Linked DNA regions of Hordeum vulgare: region 1 is linked to region 2. The links are chromatin contacts, called in public Hi-C maps. All regions are on one chromosome and are shown on one strand. Each heading gives the region's core, a stretch centred on a gene start, on an enhancer-like site or on the middle of the called end of the contact. The rest is flanking DNA. Distances are from core to core; before and after follow the strand shown. Region 1 has its middle 480 kb from the start of LOC123443621. Region 2 overlaps LOC123443621 (nicotinamide adenine dinucleotide transporter 2, mitochondrial-like).

Evidence for each region. Hi-C and Micro-C count contacts between places; a contact is called where the count stands out from the background.
Region 1: a Hi-C map of leaf shows a contact between it and region 2, with 6 times the contacts expected there. The contact joins two enhancer-like sites. A contact is called at or near these places in 2 of 6 Hi-C or Micro-C datasets (leaf and seedling) and 1 of 1 datasets of contacts at active chromatin or transcription factors (embryo).

What each region holds. Positions count from the first base shown.
Region 1 is chr3H:252,454,946-252,459,470 of MorexV3_pseudomolecules_assembly, reverse strand. No RefSeq gene overlaps it. Among protein-coding and RNA genes, the nearest start is that of LOC123443621, 480 kb to the right of the region's middle. Within about 2 kb of position 1,815, at least 3 of the 3 cell types and tissues checked have open chromatin away from gene starts, as enhancers often do. A contact at or near this core is called in leaf and seedling, where this site is marked.
Region 2 is chr3H:252,035,093-252,039,779 of MorexV3_pseudomolecules_assembly, reverse strand. It overlaps LOC123443621 (nicotinamide adenine dinucleotide transporter 2, mitochondrial-like), which reads right to left. Exons shown (of 9, transcript XM_045120094.1): 9 at 3,984-4,409. The coding sequence ends at 4,188. Among protein-coding and RNA genes, the nearest start is that of LOC123443621, 56 kb to the right of the region's middle. Within about 2 kb of position 2,934, at least 3 of the 3 cell types and tissues checked have open chromatin away from gene starts, as enhancers often do. A contact at or near this core is called in leaf and seedling, where this site is marked.

The DNA.
Region 1 (4,525 bases), core at 566-3,065, 420 kb before region 2:
TAATTTAATTAATTTTGCTTTTCAATAACCCATGAATTGAGGTTTGTACTACAAGTCCTCAAATTAGCGAAGATGTTTTGCTGCAAATATTTTATTTAAATCCTATTATCAAAAAGACTTCCCAAAACCACAAAATTATTATTTTAAAATTTACTTTCCTATTTTATTTAATCACCTTTTTATGAGGCCACAAATGGTCTTTTATGGAGAAAAAATATTTTTCTTTCTTTTAAAATAGTTGGGAAAATTTAGGGAAACTAAGTGGACATATATATTCCATATATAAGAGTTTCAACTCAGTGGGAATTAATTTATATGGATTTATCTACAGAAAGCCACTTCTGCCCATTTCTAGGGTTTTTCAGGTCTACATTGGAAAATTTCTCCAACAAATATCAAATTTCGTGTCTAGCCTCATTTTTAATTATCATAGGATTATGTTGAATATCATGGGCATTGGATCCCACTAGGTGTCCCTAGACATCGTCAAACACCTTCTGCCATAAACTAGAGGACAAGCAATGGTGGCCCTAAGTTATTCTCCTTGTTCCAAGAATTTTACCATAGCTTTTGCTAGCCCTCTACCACATCTAGTAACTTTGCCATGGCCCTTGATCAATTATAGAGGGTAACTCCCTCTCTTTACCTCTCCTTTTTACCTTGGCAGCACCTCTTTTACCCCTCTTCCATTATTAATGTTCACGCAAATGCCCCCAAATGTTTCCACAACACCTCTAGTGTGCTAGTGCACCACTTCCAACAAAGATATATCATGCTCATGTGGAAAATATGAGCAACCCTTCTAATACTTGATTTTTGGCAGAAATGTTGCCTTGAACTACAAGTGCTAGCTACAGTCCTCTCCCTAAGCTGAAACTTCGTAGTCTTGAAGTTATTGTATAGCCAAGGCTACTAGACATGGTGTCATCCCAAGTCCCCCAGTAGAAACCCTTTTTGCTAGCCCCAAGTTTGTTGCTGTAAACTTAACCACAGATGAAACCCATCCTACATAGACCCATATGGGTCCAAACTCCTCCATCACCTTTTACCATATGGGCCTCACACTCTAGGCAAGCTTTGGCAGAGCAAAATATGCCCTCGACACTAGTGGGCATGGTCACCACACCTTTAGCCTATAGAAATGGCGCTCTGCACTTTGTCCTCATCCTCTAACTCATGTCCAGCAGTGGCAGAATGTCCGAGTATGCCAGGAAATCCCTCTTGGCCTCCCACGCCCATCCACGACGCCAGCTTGCCTCCAAAGCTCCTCTGTTATGTGTCCTCGTCGTGCCTAGAGCACTCCAGATCTCCCGCGCTTCCCTCACTCGCCCCCTCCATTTTACCTCGCCCCAAGCCCCCACTCGACTCTCTCTCACTCCTCCTACTCCCAAGAACCCCCCTGGTCCGAGCCATTGGAGCCCCGGGCTCTGCACCCCCTTCTGATGGCTGCCATGGTCTGCCTCGGCCTCGCTCAAATGTGAGCTCCCTCGAGCCCCTCCTCTCCTCTCACCCTCAGCTGGACCACTACAAAGTCCCAACTCTCCTCCCCGTGGTCCATTCCCCCCTCTCGATGGCTCTCGCACCATGCCCAGTGCCGCCATCGATATCCTCCGCCATGGCCGAAGCTGAGGTCGCCCCCGACCGTCCCCGGGGCCAACGGCCACCCAGGTGAGTGTGGTAGGCCACCTCGGGCCTACCGGTGGCCGGAGCGCCGCCAAGGGCGGCTAGAGACATCAGGTCGGGTGCCGGCGCGTGCTTGGTCGAGCTCCCCCGCCTCTCCCCTACTCTGGCAGGAGGTGGGAGGTGGATCTGACAGCGGGTCCTGGTGGTTGGTAGCTAAGTCCCGGGCCCCCTCTTTAAGTGGACGTGCCTCCCACCGAGTTGTGTATTTTTGTGGTGAAAGCTTCTTCCTGGAAGGCGCCTTCGATGGCCTCCTATGTGTGCAATTGAAGCTGTTGGGTCGGCCCAATTGCTTATCCTGCCCCTGACGCTAAATAGCCTAGTGGTATAAAACCCTTCTCCCTCCTTTTTTTATCCACACAGGTTCAAATATCCATCAAATATTCATAATGACTCCAAATTTAATAATTGGAGGTCCTATAGATTTCTAAAATTATAACCTATCAAAATATGAGCATTGCACATTTTTACAAAAATCTTATATATAGTGTTCAAATTCAAATTTGAATTTGAACTACTCAAACTCCACCTTCCAAAATTCCTAGAGGACTCAAATCAACTCCAAATGGAGTGATTCCAATTTGTAAATGACTCTAAAATCATGCTCTATTTTTCTAGCCTAGGCGAACATGTTTCTCATACATTATTTTTGTTCGACCAAATAAATAGAACTTCCACCATTTATTCGAAAATATTAAATATGTAGGAAAATCATCCCAACTCCAAATCCAGTGAGACCAATTCAAAAAGTTTTCTAAAATCATGCCCTATCAGATAAATGCATCCACTCATTTTTTAAGATAATATTTTCTATTGACTTCTTGCGGGCCACTGATGCCTCCATTTCCACCGTTCGGAAATCTGTGGTGATCCAAATCTCTTAGAACAAGATTCATAATTTTTCTTATAACCAAAGATGTCCAAGAAAAATAAAACTCCTATTTTTAGAGCACTTTTGTTTTCTTCTTGTGGTGTTGCTCCTTGTGCGTGTTCCGGCGATAGTTGACGAGATAGACGAGGTGATCGGAGTGGACTAGAAGCTCGTGAAGATCCCAGACACATTGTTGAGCAAGGCATGCAACCCTTTGACCATGTGTAAGAAACTATTTTGATGCATCTCATATATAACACTTTGTTCCAATGCATAAGATCATCTTGAATCAGTGACTCCATAAGTTGGTTGTTTTCGATAACTCCTCATTGGCACTTGCACTTGAGCATGACCCTAACTTCCTATGAGGGTTGTGTGGGTGGGAAGTAGTTAGGTTGCTAGTAGTTGCTACGCAATGGGATGAGACCATGCATGGTGACGATAAAGGAAAGTGATTTCAAAGGGTTTACAAAAACCCCGTCGGGTGCCACTAATGCTCGAGGGAGATGGTGTGAGCTAAGTAGCCACTTGGGATAGAAGTGGTGTACCGAGGCTAGCGAGTGTGTAGTTTTTTCAGAAATCAGATTGGTTTAAGTTGCGACTGTTACTCCAACCTTACATGTACAACAATGATACCCCTTATGTGACAGGGCTTTGTTAATTACTATGGTTGGTGCTAGTAGAGAGCCCGCATTGGCGGGAATCACGTGGTCACTCTTGAGACGGGGCCGTGTCCAGAGAAGGGTGACCATGGGTTGTTTTCACAAACACCGGGCACACCATTGCGTGCCCTCGTGGATGACGCATGAATGTGCATCACGAGGGATTGTCACAAACGAGTGGTATCTTTGCTAGTATCATCATGGGAAAGGTGATGCTCGGATACTTACCTCGGGATTGAAAAATACCGTTACTCATGTCTTGACACGAAAGTTTCCTGAGTCTTGTGGGTAACGTGTGCAACCTCTACAGAGTGTAAAATTATTCGAATAGTCGTGTCCATGTTCAAGGACAGTTGGATGAACGCTCTTGGGCTACGTCCATGTTTACCAAATAGTGTGCACGTTTGAGAAAGGTGATCATGTGAGGAAAATGATACCTGAGCTAAGTCGGACAACTTGGCATGATGGGTGAATATGGGATGTTCAACCCTTAGTTGATATTGAAATCCATAACCTGTTCGTATGGATATCGTTTACCTCATGATGCATGCCTCACAAGAAATTGATCATGTCATTGCACTCAAAATTAGCTTTCTGCAAACTTACCTACTTAGTGCTATGTCATGCATTGTTATTGCCTTGTTCCACACATGAGTTGCTTGCGAGTACATTCAAGGTACTCATTGGCTTGCCACTGGTTAACTCGTTGACCAGGCATGATTGAACATGATATGATGAAGGTTATCTTGGTGACATTCATGCGGGCTAGTACGCTTCCGAGTCAGAATTCCTGTAGGTTAAGGTAAATGTCATGGGTTCACTCTATCGGTGAATATTTTCCGCTGCAATGTATATGAAAACTTGGCCATGAAGGTCATATTCGAGAAAAATGGTACATAACGGATGTAATACTCTTGTTATTCCATTTTTGTGTCTTGACCTAGCACTGATATCTGGGATCACTGTGCATGTACATTCGATGATCACGACTTATGAGTCGGTGTCCCCATAAAATACTTGGCTATTGGTCATGGTAACCGTCCGATTAGCATAGTCTAGCAAGGCTTCATGCGTGGTCAACCAATCCATGCTAAGGATCACATCCAAGCCTTGCGACTTTGAGATAATAAGGTCTCCTAGAAAGTCTACCCCGTGGATGTTAATCCCCACCGCTTTACATCCTATCTTGGTCCTTCATACAACACCAGGGTTTGTACCATCATATGACTACCCATAGGTGTAGGCTCCATACCACTCTCTAGTGCAAACTTTTGGGTAACAAAAGAATCTGAGGCACCACAATAAACAAAAA
Region 2 (4,687 bases), core at 1,685-4,184:
TTTCACAACTCTTGCAAAGAAAGGATACAAATGTTGTGCTTGCCCTGGAATTAATTCATGATGTTAAACTCCGCTTGGCTACCATGAGAGATAGTGGTTGGGAGAGTCTCGAGGACGAGGTCCAACAATTTTGCAATTCCAAAGGTATTCCAGTTCCTAATATGGATGATGAAATACCAGTTCATGGTCGCTCGAGAAAAGAGGGAAGGACTATCACCAATCTTCATTATTATCGGGCCGAGATTTTCTATGTTGTTATTGACAAAATATGTGTTGAGATGAATCATCGCTTCGGTGACTCAAATCAAGAGGTAATTGCATGTTTCTCGTGTCTTGATCCCAAGAATTCTTTCTCCAAGTTTGATGTGGAGAAGCTATCACGGCTTGCTGAAATATATTGTGCAGATTTCTCAAATAGTGACCGTGCAGTATTGAGGGACCAACTTGAGACTTATGTTCTTCATTTGAGAAACCATGTTGCATTTTCTACTTGCAAAGATGTTGAAAGTTTGTCTAGAAAAATGGTTGAAACAGAGAAACAATTGGTCTTTCCATTGGTTTACAAACTCATTGAGTTAGCTTTGCTACTGAGTGTGTCAACGCCGTCTGTTGAGAGAGCTTTCTCAGCAATGAAAATTATCAAGTCTAAATTGCGTATCACGATTAGTGATGATTGGTTTAATCACTTGATGATATGCTACACCGAACGTGAAGTATTTAAATCACTCGATGATGATGTTATTACTCGAAGGTCTCAGGCTATGAAGGCTCGAAAAGGGATTTTACCGAGGCATCATTAGCATTTTATTGGTACGTTCCGTGCCTTTCAATTAAGTTTTTCTAACTCAGCTATAGATTACTAATTCTGACCTTTTGTCCTCTAGGGTCCTTTTTGGTGTGCTTCATCGAACATTTGGATATTTAGTATTTTTTCATGAGTGCTATTTCAATTAGTTGTCGTATTTGATTTCAGTTTTTGATAGTGTATGAACAATATAATATTGGTTGTTTCACTTCGTAACTATTGCGATTTTACGACACTCTAGATGTTTTGTAGTTGCTTAACGAAATATCTGGTTCGGATTCGCCAATTTTTTTTAGCTTGTAGCCCGCCCCGGCTCCTAATTTTTCCTGGCTCCGCCACTGGTTGTGGAGATTGCCCCGAGCAATTTGTACGGGTACCGGTAACCGCCCCAAGGGTTGTCATTTGTAAGTGTTCGGTGACTGCCCTCAAGGGTCCCTTAGTGGAATCACGGCATCTTGCATTGTGCGAGGGCGTGAGGAGATTACGGTGGCCTTAGTGGCATCTTGGGGAGCATTGTGCCTCCACACCGCTCCAACGGAGATTAGCATCCGCAAGGGTGTGAACTTCGGGATACATCATCGTCTCTGCGTGCCTCGGTTATCTCTTACCCGAACTCTTTACTTATGCACTTTACTTTGTGATAGCCACATTGTTTATTGTCATAATATCTTGCTATCACTTAGTTGTTTATCTTGCTTAGCATAAGTTATTGGTGCACATAGGTGAGCCTAGTTGTTGTAGGTTTTGTGCTTGACAAATTAAACGTCAATTTTATTCCGCATTTGTTCAAGCCTAAACCGTAATTATTTTAAAGCGCCTATTCAACCCCCCCCCCTCTAGGCGACATCCACGTCCTTTCACCTATTAAAACTTCCAAACCGGAGGGAGGGGGAGTTTTATAGACTCGGTAGTGAATAACATAGCATCATCCACGGTGCCACCTCGAAGAACGAGCATGACACATGGTAACTTTTGACCTTAGGGTTTAAAAAGTTTTTTATTTAACCCCCCCACCCCTAAACTTATGTATAAATAGCATGATAATTTACTCATCGCCAGCATGATAACTTACAACCAAACACAATGGTAACTTTTTTTAAAGGTGGAGGGGAGGTCAAGAAAAGTGTGAAAACATACACCCATTAACTCTTTTTTTTAAATAAACATGAACTTTATTCATTAGAAATAACTACTACATCGTCTGTGAGTAACATTACAATTTCATCTAATGGTTCATCAAACCATTCAGAAGCCACATAAAATCTTGCTTCTCTATTACAATGTTCGACTCTAGTAACTACAAAATCACACGCGTAATAAAAATAATCATCGAATATCGCCGCCGCCGCACCCGCAAATCGTCCTCGGTCCCATTAACTTTTGTGTAAGCAGGGTGATAATCTATGCACTATAGACTATAACTTACTACAACACATTATATGTTTGACCGCGTAGGAAGGGGGTGATTTGTTCAAATACACACTGATAACTTTTTATGTTATGAATAGCATGGTAATATGGCTTGATAACTTACACTCAATACAGTAAGAACTCAAATTTTAGTTGAGGTGTTTTTATTCACAATGAAAATCATTTGACGTTCACCATGATAGTGAAATAGAGTTGACGCTAACCGCCCGACCCCCGTGTGGCCCTCGTCCTCGGGCGGCACGAGGGAACCCTAGCCACCGCCCAGCAAGCCACCTCCACGCCATCCTCTCCCGCATCGCCGCCGTCGGAGGGTCGGCTAGCGAAGTCGCGTCGGACCCCGGGATGGCGACGGCAAGGCGGACCTGACGCATTGCACCTTTTCCCCTTCCTGGGAGCTTCCCCATGGTAGATTTGACGCACGTCACGACCAGCCCCTCCCGTGGCGTCGCGTCCAGCACCCCACCCCGTCCCGCGAACGATGGCTGGTCCAACGGCTTCCTCCTCGTGCCCCCATGCGAGTGCCCCCATGCGATTGTGACCCTCCCTCTGTCGGGATTTGGATCTTCGCCTGCGGCCAGCTGCGACGTTTCCTAGCTCGTTGCGGCTCATCCGACGGCCCCGCGCGTCGTCTGTGGTGCGGCTCCTCTTCCCCCACGCTCGCTCACGAGCTTCGGATCGGCCCTCCCTTGGACGGCGACCTTGGAGGCACGGTCAGGATTTGGCTATGCATGTGGTCACCATCACCACCCCACCACGGCAGGGGCAAGTGTTGCCTGGGGAACGTGAAACCATGATCCCTCCTGCGTCCACGATCGACTGGGCTAGCTTCGGGCCCGACGTGCCCCGGGAGCTATGCTCCTTCCAGCTCCCTTGGTTTGCTGGCACGTCCGCACCCCCACCCTGCTGGTGCTTTGGTTGGCCGTCCACCCCGACACATCTTTAATTCTGGCGTACTCCGGGACCTACGCCCCCTTCTAATTTCTTGGGCCCATCGACGTCCTTTCGGTTTCGGTGCCGGCGACCCAAAATTGTGCTACCCTCCAGATCCTGGCTCGCTCGAGCCGCGGCCACCATCACACCCTGCATTGCTTCTCATTCCGTCTAGCCACCCACCTATGTGCCCCGTCCGCCGCTTCCTTGCTTACGCTTCCAGCATCACTCCCATGCCTATGGTCGTGGTTCACACCTATGCCCGACTTCTTTGCCGATTCGTACTTCAATGGATTGGGATCGCACAGACTCTGGCCAGAGCGAAATCCATGCATTTTCTGTTGGTAGCAGCGACACCCAAGGGTGTCGTCCTCTTCTTGGAGTCGTTGTCATGGCAGTTATCTGTGCTAAATGTTTTCAAATACCTTAGCCTTTTTACCTATTAACGATGCAAAAGCAAGAGCAATTGGTTTGGTAACAATGTACGGAAGGAATCATAGCAAGGAAGGGATCGTTTGGATCTGAAGTTAGAAACAGAGCGATCGGATGTTATCAGTCCTTTTCTAAAAGCATGCCAACGTTCTGTAGACAACGATTTGCTCCTAACAACTATGCAGAATTAATTTAAATGAATAGGGCTTCTCCGTCACGGCAAAACACAAACCTCTAGATCTGTCTACTTTCACCAAAATCTGTCATTAACAGATATCTTTTCTTCAATAATGGACAAATGGCAATGCAACCACGATAACAAACCATTACAGCCAGAACTTATGATTAAGCATTGCAAGCACATTGAAGATTTGTTTGTTCCACCTTTGCCGAGAAAATCTTTCACCCCGCTTTATATATATAAAGCAAACCATCATACCAAGAATACAAACATAAGACCAAATCCAGACACATACACACACACAAGGTAGCACGACACCAAGTAGGGGGGTTCTGCTGAGGGCACAACTTAACAAGCCCTAAAAGACAAAATAAGGCGGAGGGACCGCAATAAAGTTCCACCTTTCAATTAGGAGGGCAGGAGCTTGTGCATGAGTCGATTGATCATCTCATAACTAGTGAAAGTAATGACAGCGTTCGGCGTTGTTCGCAACAAATTTGTAGCACAACCTCGGTAGAATCCAGCAATCCCCTCCTTCTGTAACACTTGCTTTATACAGTCCGTTACACCTATATACCGTATAGCACCATGGGGAACACGGCCTTGTTCTTGCAACTTAGATCTTACAACCTGCGTGTAAACCAATGATTGAAAATTACAATAATACAAAAGGGCCTTTTGATGTGCCAAAAAAAGGTGATTATTTCTTGATAAATTAAACACATCTCTCTGTTTTCTTTCTCTGATTTAACTCCTAAAGGAGATCAGATATATCATACTCCATCCATGTCAGGGCCTATTTTGTTTATTAAGGCATGGAATTGGTGTCACTAGATATGTTGTCCAAAGTATCCTGATTCTGACTTTGTACACATAAACCACATATTAACAGACTAACTCTTGGTCAA